Regions from separate parts of the Canis lupus genome. Here region 2 is linked to region 1. A link is a contact called in public Hi-C data. All regions are on one chromosome and are shown on one strand. The core of a region is the stretch at or near the end of the contact, and the rest is flanking DNA. Distances in the headings are between cores, read along the strand shown. Region 1 overlaps RAD51B (DNA repair protein RAD51 homolog 2). Region 2 overlaps RAD51B (DNA repair protein RAD51 homolog 2).

Region 1 (4,437 bases), core at 1,523-4,022:
CAATAAAAGAAAATTAGTTTTATTACTTTATATTTAAATTATACTTAATTTGGGGGGATCCCTGGGTGGCTCATCAGTTTAGAGCCTGCCTTTGACCCAGGATGTGGTCCTGGGGTCCCAGGATCGAGTCCTGCATGGGGCTCCCTGCATGGAGCCTGCTTCTCCCTCTGCCTGTGTCTCTGCCCCCCTCTCTCTCTCTGTGTCTCTCATGAATAAATAAATAAAATCTTTTTTAAAAAAGTTTAAATTATACTTAGTTTGATCACTCACCTTATTCATCACACTGGATTCTAAATGACAACTGGCTATATCAAAAATCAAAACTAACTCCCTAAATGAAGACTTGCTACCATAGAAAATAGAATGTACTAAAGGCTTCCCCCCAAAAAAGAAACCAGTAGCATGCATAAAATGAGTATATAATCTTCTGTGACCATTTTAAGGGAAACAGCACTTATTTGAATGTACTACTGCTGGCATTAAAAAAAGAAAAAAAATCAACACCATAGTTTTAAATAAATCACTGTTTTGTAATTACAACTACTGCTACAGAGGTTTTTATTTTTTTATATATCAAAATGTCCTTTGTCCTAAGTCTTCTTTTCATAAGGGGAATCAAAGCCAAATCCTTAGGATTTCACAGTCTTCCTCTTGGAAGACTTGGCAGGCTTTGTGATTTCAATATATTGATATTACTCCTGCTACTTCACGTAAACCTTCACTTCAGTTTGGTGTGTTTGACACCATATTGCCCAATCCTTCCACTATTCCAAATACTCTAAAGAAGCTTCCCAGAAATCCCTGTTTGGATCAGCAAAAGCAATTTGGTGTCATCAGCAGATTTCACCATTTCCTTTTGGAGTCATTAAAACATTAAACAAGCACGATCTTGGTATCAACCCTTGGAGTTCCTACTACTAACCTCTCTCCAGCTGAAGTCAAGCCATTTTCTGCTATGTTGTGATTCCCATCATAAAACCAGGATGTGTTTATTTGCTAAAAGTTTAAACTTTGATGGATATTTTTTTAACTGAAAGTTGCAAAATGCATTACGAAAGTAAAGAGAAAAAAATTCCCAAAGGAAAGGCCAAATAAACCAACAAAGAGAAACAACCCCTACTTGAGTTGTCTTATCCCAGTACTCAAACCACCTCATATTCAACTGATTGTAAAACTTCAACAGAATGTTGACCTTTCCCTCCAATTATTTACTTCTTTTATAATTGTATGAGAAACCTTATTAAGCACATTTGAAAATTCTATATGAATTATAACCAGCAAGTTCCAACTACTTTATTAGCTTTTTCCCCTCTTTATTACATTTGAAGGAAAAAAGCAAACAGTCCTTTACTCTGAAAGTGAAAAAGCAAATAGCTTTCTCTTCAAACTGGTCTGTACTCTGAACAAGAGAAATCACTCTTTCTTTTATTCAAGTGCAAATCTGTTTGAAGCTTTCATTCTGCTTTCCCAGCCTGCTCTCTGCAGCTGCATAAAAGATGAGACGTGGGAATGAAAGAAAACTAGATTGGGGCCAAAAAGCAATACTGTCCATATGCAAACTCACTCAAAGAGCAGCAAAGCTTTCATACATCTCTTCCCACATTTTCCAACCTAGCAGACCCCTGGCCAAAAGGAGGAGGCACTGTGCTGCCCATGTCCAATCACATTTAATACAACTTTTCATTTGTCATTAGAGGAAAGACAAAGTTACTAGACACCCTCCCTTCACCATCCCTGCTCCTGACATAGTGCTTGAGGTGATCTCAGGACCAACCTTTTCATTCTAAGTTAGATGGAATGAGGCAAAGTCAGGGAACAAATAGATCCTCACAGATCTCTGAAGCTGCTTGTGGAGCAAGAGAGTGGCAGAGGCACAGCAGCAGTAAAGAGAATTTATTTTATCTATCTTACCCCATGCAAAATCAAGGCAAAATCTTCCCCCAAAAAGCCAGCTCTGTAGACTTTCAGAAAGTCTGGCAGCCCATTAGCCTAGAAGCAAAGGTGTTAAATAACCTTCTAATTCCAGCAATCTACTCAGGCCAAACAGTGAACCACAAAATTGAGAAAGTTCACCATCAAATCAAACTCTGCTGGGATCAGAGAGTATTCTCAAGGGTTTTTACTCAGATGTCATTATAACTCTATGTTATTTTTAATACTGTTCTTTGGATTTTGCCCCACACAGAATTCCCAAGTTACAGGAGTACCATGAACAATGTCCAGATGTATAAAAAGCAAAAATACTTCCCTCCTACTTGTGGATTCCAAGATAAACACCACAAGAAGCACGTGTGACTAAACTCAGAGCTCATTCCAAATTAAATACTGCATCATGTGCACAGTGTAGGACTTAAAAAACAAAACTGCACAAATATTCTACACGGTTCATAAGCCAGACATGGGTGAGCACATGACCATGTTATAAGAAGGAAACATGAATTGGAGAGTAGGGGTAAAGGGTGAGAAAAGTCTTAGTCATGACCTTTCCCAGAAAATTGGTGCTATTTTCAGAGAACACTTGTATAATATGGGACATAGATGAAAGACGAAATAGTATTTTTGTTTTTTTTTCCTACTGATGACCCTCAATTCTAAAACCACCCAGTAAATAGAAAACCCTACAAAGATTTCAAAATCCCTAGCTAAGCCATGCACAAACATCATTAAACACACACACACACACACACACACACACACACAAACACACACACAGAGGTAATGAATACTTAACGTCTGGCTGGCCAGCCCAGACTGAATCCTTTTGACCTATAAACTGGGTTCTAGACAGAGTACATAGAACTTTAGAAGGCAGGGAAACAGAACATTCAGGTCATATGAAAAGACTTCTACATAATTTTTATTGTGTTCCAAAAACTGAAGTATAAAATATGGATGGTTAGATGGCTGGATGAATAGACAGTAGACAAAGAAGTAGTTTGGCTGAGTGAGTTTGGTTTTTCTACCACAACTTATCCTAAGTAAAAGCTTTTAATAAATTAAGATTTGGAAATGTTTACTGAAATATCTTTATTTTTAAAAATTACATAACATTGATAGATACAAAGGAATATATATAGTAAGTTATAACACATAATGAAAAATATGTACCTATGAACCCATCAACCAATTTATGAATTAGAATATTCCTAGTTCTAATCAAGTTACCATTGGCCCTTCATGAATTCACATCTTCCTGTCTCTCTCCCAATGGTCATCACTATTCTGAATTATGCATTTATTTTATTCTTGAGTTTTAGAAAAAAAATAGATTTTACTATAGCTGATGTCATTTTCAAATGCATGTTGTAATTCTCCTTTGTGTATGCTTCCATAATGGGAAGAAAAAAAGAGTAAATCCTTACTTCAATTTACGAAAAAAAGGATCTGCCTGTATGTATATCTTCCCCCACAGGCAAATACCTCAAGATCAGGAATTATGTCTTATTTACTCTAACTTCACAGTACCTAGCAGAGTCATAGGCACAAAATATGTCAGATAATTCTTTTTCAACTAGTCTTTCAAATTAGAGTCCAAATGCTTTAAAGTTTCACAGTTGGAGATGATACACAACAAATATTGCTCTTTGGATCATTACCTTTCTTCTATGATAGATCTCCTAACCCTAGGCCCCAGGGCCCAAGTTTATCAATTATCTCCATAGACTACAAACCAATATAACACATCACCTCATCACATACTAGATAAAATCCTAGATGGCACTGAAATTGTTAAATGAGACTATTTTCCTCAAGGGTCAAAGAGTGCTGACTCCCTAGTCTGGAAGAACATATTACCACATGAAAGTTTAATTCAATAGTGTTTGAGCTACACTTAACCACAGATCCCAATTAGACATGGAGGCATCAATTGTTTTCTACTTAAGAAGAGCATCATCTACAAAGCAAACTATACACAAAATGAGTGAGATATTCCTGTTATTTGACAGCAAAGAGTTTCACAACCACATTAAAATATCTTTACATTATGTACTGAACACAAGTCTCTCCGGGGCAGTGTTCTAAAGGATAAGTCTACACCCTCAATTATGTCACCATTATGCAATATACTCATGATTACAAATTTTCCCTTCAGCCTGGAAGAGCAAAACCAACAGTTAATGTGGCTTCAGATTCAGATTACGTTGTGTGACCTCCCCCAATGTATTAGTGTTAAAAAATTTCTCTGACTCATTTCTTCACTCTGATCAAAGCACAAGTTTAAGATTAAAATTAAGAAGATCCAAAATATCTTTGGGTGTGGAGTCAGGAGAGAATGTTCCTGAAGGACTTACTCCAGTCATAAGACATGAACCTAAAAGATCTTTCTTGGGATGCCTGGGTGGCTCAGTGGTTGAGCATCTGCCTTTGACTCAGGGCATGATCCTGGAGTCCCAGGATCAAGTCCCACATCAGGCTCCCTGCATGGAGACTGCTTCT
Region 2 (5,151 bases), core at 2,064-4,563, 280 kb before region 1:
CAAGAGACCCTTTAGAAATAAGGGACTAAAAAAGAAAGGCTATTGGCTGTGAAACACTCCTTTTAAATTCTCAATAAAAATCAGTTCCTTCCTGCGCTTTACAGGTTACAAAGGCTTCCCCAAATGGCAGACAGATCAATCTTTATGTGCATGGCTGAGTGAGAACTGTATTCAGTCTTAACAGACACTGGTGTTTTTCCCATAATATCAGAAAATGGAGCATTTTTGCATAAGCGTGTTAGCATAACATCTTTAAACAACACTATTCCTTCTCATTATTGAAAACAACAGTATTTACACTTTTATAAGGGTTGAGCTAGAAAAGTACGCACTAACGTCTGAAAAAAATCATCAGGGCAATGAGCAAAGACGCTGAGCCCAGCAGACAGGGAAGCAACTTTAGGTGGCTCACGCACACAGAAGAACAGCTGTGATGTTTGCAGGGCACTTCAGAGAACAGAAGCCCATCATGGGAAAGTCTCTTTTCTTAAAATTATTTCCTTTATTCTGTTCTCCTAAACATTAGAGTCAAGTGACAACTCCTCCACATTCCTTCAAAAGTTTCAACAGGTTTTAAGCTATTTACCAGCATTTAAAAGAGAAAAAGACTTTTCCCTTCTGTAGCTACACTCCCCTCTAAAAACACAACACATGCTTGGCTCTTTCACCTCATGCTTTTAAGAAGGAATTTTAATGGGATGGAGCTCCTGGAGGTGCACAAACTTAGGGGGGAGGAGCACAATAGTAAATTACACAAGAGTCTGAGCCCACTGGTCACTGCCAGTGATGTTAAATCCATAAACAAAATCTGTCTTAAAGGAAAAAAAAATTCCTCCTTGAAAGGTGCAACAGAAGAAGATGAATCGCTTCTTTTTCTTTGGGTCTGTCATACAACAGCCAAGGACTTGGCAATGATTCCAAACAGCAGGGCCTTGACAATTGGTCAAAGACAAAGTTGTTTTGTCCAGCATCTCTCTTTTCTCTGGAAGCATTTTCTTCCCAATTAATATAAGTTATGAGGCTTTACTGGAGAGCTCAATAAACAGAGACTCAAGAACATTTGTTGGCTCTTTAATGCTGAAAACCATGGTAAGCTGATATCTATAGCTTGTGTCCATGAGGGTGCAGGTGCCAGGACTTCTGGTCACCCATTTCTCACAACCCTACCACTGCACTAGGGCTGAGCTCCCAGCTCACCTCTGCCATCCTGTTTTGCCAATATTCTCTCTTCTCCTATGAATGCACCCCTCCACATCTGCCATATTCCTCAACTCTACCCTTCTTACAGTTTGACCCCAGCCACTCTGGTCTCTGGTTTTGAGATATCATTTGTATGTAGGTATAAAGTCCTCAGTGAATTAATGCTGGTTGTTCTGAGACTGTGAGCAGGGCTGGGTACACCTATTTTGGATGTGTTTTTTTCCCCTATGGATAAAAATAATAGAACCACTACCAATGTGTTGTTCACTTTGGAAACACAAATCCAGAGACTTTTGCAATATATGAGGACATCTAATTAAAGAAATTGTTTAAATTAAGGTTATTTCCCTTAAAAGTAAACTATATAGCTCTATACCTTGAGCATTATAATGAGAAAATTAAGCTTCTTGACTCAGAAACAAATATAACAGCAAGCCATGACTCATTTTTACCATTGTTCTATTCCAGAAACTTAAAAGCATGGCCTGCATAGTGAAGATCCACATAAAAATGCACAGACACATTTGCTGTAGTCCTAAGAGCAGAAGATATCAATTAATTGGGGGGTGTGAAAATAAAGACAGAACAAATGGTGGGGTGGGGGGGGTGGGAGAGTAGGAGGGAGGAGTGACAAACAACAGCAAAAATATCATAAATAATTCAGAATGGATGCTAAATACAAAAGTGGGAGCAAAGCCAGGCTATAGTTCAGAGACTGCATCTAGGGTTATTTTGTGCAACACATTGATTCACTAAAGCACCAAAGCGGCTATTAGAGGAAACAATAAAAAGGTCCCCTCCCCCTGGAAATTTGAACCCTGCTTTGGAATTTTTATGACATTTCATTCTTAACAAACAAGAAAGTCTCACAATCTTCTTCCAGCTTCAAAGCATCACCATGGTGGTGGCCTGTGATAGATATCCTGGGTCTGATTTATATATGTTGTTTCAGGTATTCTCAAAAGTCATATGGTTTACTCTTTATTAAAGAGAAGCAGCTCTGTCAAGCAAACAAATAAACAAAGCCTCCTTCTCCCTAACGTATGAGCTTATCCTGATTCCTGCCAGTCACCTGGGTCACTTCAACAAGCCCTCAAGTCACCAGTGCCTTCTCTGAAAAAGTAGGGTCATACAAGTGGCCTCAGCTACAAACCAAAAATACTCCAAGATTCCCAGTTGGAAAATAGTATAGAGTGTGGTATAGGTAGGTGTGTAAAGCTACAGTCCAGTTAGTCTTTGATGCAACAAGTGGGCTTCTGAAAAGTCAAGGTTTAAATACTTCTTTTTTTTCATGTTTGTAAATGGAATCATTTACAATTCACATCAGGAACTTGCTATTTAATGAAATCCGATTGTGTTTCCAGCTGTAAAGGACAGAATGCCCCCGTAATTAAAATAAAATATTTTTTGACCAATTTTAGACATTCAGACTTGGCTTTACTGGAGTTCCTTTGGGGATCCCTGGGTGGCTCAGCGGTTTGGCCCCTGCCTTTGGCCCAGGGCACAATCCTGAAGTCCAAGGATCGAGTCCCACGTCGGGCTCCCTGCATGCAGTCGGCTTCTCCCTCTGCCTGTCACTGCCTCTCTCTCTCTATGTCTATCATAAATAAATAAATAAATAAATAAATAAATAAATAAATAAATAAACAAATCTTAAAAAAAAAATCTACTGGAGTTCCTTTATGTAGCATCTACGTAGGGTGTTTTCACTAGTCGGATGCAGTTGTGTCTTAATGCTACTCTTTTCTTTGTCAGCAAAAACTCCAAGAAGAATTTCTGTACTCCTAGTTTCTGCTCTTAGCAGCATGGAATGACGAACCTGGTACTGCTGCTTTCTTTACTTTGTGCTTCCTGTGGCATGGGAGGTACCCAGGGAGACAGACACTTGAGTGCTGAGACATCAGCAAATCATTAGAAAAAGCACAAAACAAAACCTAAATTGGACGCGACGTTCCCCAGATCATGCAGCGATATTGGTAAACAAGCTAAAGAGCTGAACCACTATCAGGCTGTTCTTTGAAAACAAAAACCTGTTTTGTATACCTGAGTCAGTGAGGGCAGCATCTTCAAGCTGGCCTAGCTCAGCCACTGCAGTCCGCCTGCCAGAGCAATAGACACCACTCAGGGCAAAGGCTCAGGAGCCTTTCCCCTAGGCCCTCGATGAGCCGCTGGCACTCAGGGCAAGAGTGCCAGCGCCACTGGGGGCATCCATCCCAAGCTGCCATTTCAAAGCAGCTGCCTGCAGGCCCTGTCTGCCCTCTGCTACATGAATGCAATGGGGCAGAAAAATTAAAATGCTGGGGAGCTGGGGGAAAAAAAGAAAGGAAAAAAGAAAGAGGGAAACCTTAAAGGCAGTATCTTGGAAGCATATGTTTTCGAATCACTGCAGCCAGTTCCCTGTCAAGAAAATATTGGCCAGGTTGTCTGGTCCGATCTCATGCAGCCACAGATGGCTTCTGCCTCACTATTCAGATCCCTCCACGGAAAGCAAAGGATACCCTACTTCGTGGTGTAGTCATTCTGCCACCTAGTGTTATACGTGAAAACAAACACATGACTACTTGCTGTCTTAAAAGAGGAAAGAGTCAAGAATATTGCTAATTGCTTTTTTTCTCCCCTTTCTAAAAAAGAACATCCTTCATTTATGCTTGCAGCCTGAGGTGGTATCACCAATATTTACAATAGTCTTTTTCTCATATGAATGGAAAGCCAGAGAGCATGAGGTCTGCAGTTTAGAATGTGAAGGAGAAAGGAGTGTAGCCCCACAAACCCATTCTAATGATTTTTAAAAGACCTATCCCTCAATATAAGGAGGAATGTAAGGTAAGGGCAATACCTCCATGTAAGGTAAATACTACAAATACAATAATGCAAATTAGGAAGTGAAACCACCTAGGCCTAGGCAGGGACAGCCTACCCCTGTACTTTCTGTCCTGGAGAAGAGAAGAAAAGGCAGAGAAAACAGGCATTTCTTTTTTTTTTTTTTTAATTTTTTATTTATTTATGATAGTTACAGAGAGAGAGAGAGGCAGAGACACAGGCAGAGGGAGAAGCAGGCTCCATGCACCGGGAGCCCGATGTGGGATTCGATCCCGGGTCTCCAGGATCACGCCCTGGGCCAAAGGCAGGCGCCAAACCGCTGCGCCACCAGGGATCCCCGGCATTTCTATTTAAGGTGTTATCACTTCTATAGCTAACACACAGGGAGGTAATGAAATAAGCTGCAGCCTTGGAGAGAAAGTCTTGGGTTTGAGTTGCAATTCTGTAGCTCCCTAGCTGGGCTGGGTAAGTGGCTCAGTATCGCTGCGAGGTGAACTGCTTTACTAAAAAACAACTGTACTTATGACTCCTCTTTCTGCTTTCACAAAACTGTCCTAGAGGATCAATTAGGTAATGGACATGAAGGCATTCTGTCAACTATAAAGCATTACGAAGACCATTTCCCCAAGTTATTATTCCCTTCTCTGGTTTATGGTTGTCACTGATGTGTAATGTGGCCCCCTGTGTAGAGGGTTTGTGTAACCAACTTGTCCTAGAGTGCTAGTGTTTATTCTCAAATAAAGTGCTTTTATGGCTAAAAGAAATATTAAGTAAGAAATGTTTGAATATTTATGCAACATATGAAAATATCCCCCCACTTGACTAATGAAGAATCAGCATTATAGTTTAAAATCCGGTTCCTCCAAATGTTTCTCCTTAAAATTATGTTCCCTTGAGAATGATAAGGTTATCTTGATGAGCTGTTTCACCAAGATTGACATAGTCGTCCAAGTTCTTAAAGTTACAGAGAGCCTGAACTGAACTTTCCCTCTCGTGGGTATAGCCTGATGATCATCGATCTAGCATCAGGAACTCTCATCTTTCGTTTCTATTCCCACATTAACCAAGTCAGGCAACTGCAAGCAAGTCACTTAACTCAATTTCGGTTTCCAAATGTGCAAAACGTAAGGG

What was found. Hi-C and Micro-C count contacts between places; a contact is called where the count stands out from the background.
Region 2: a contact with region 1 is called in a Hi-C map of skin fibroblasts, with 3 times the contacts expected there. The contact joins two enhancer-like sites. A contact is called at or near these places in 2 of 9 Hi-C or Micro-C datasets (amygdala and skin fibroblasts).

Annotation. Positions count from the first base shown.
Region 1 is chr8:42,145,821-42,150,257 of UU_Cfam_GSD_1.0, reverse strand. All of the region lies in intron 7 of RAD51B (DNA repair protein RAD51 homolog 2), which reads right to left. Among named protein-coding and RNA genes, the nearest start is that of RAD51B, 91 kb to the right of the region's middle. Within about 2 kb of position 2,772, at least 3 of the 20 cell types and tissues checked have an H3K27ac peak or open chromatin away from gene starts, as enhancers often do.
Region 2 is chr8:42,426,078-42,431,228 of UU_Cfam_GSD_1.0, reverse strand. The region is part of intron 7 of RAD51B (DNA repair protein RAD51 homolog 2); the gene reads right to left. Among named protein-coding and RNA genes, the nearest start is that of RAD51B, 370 kb to the right of the region's middle. Within about 2 kb of position 3,313, at least 9 of the 20 cell types and tissues checked have an H3K27ac peak or open chromatin away from gene starts, as enhancers often do.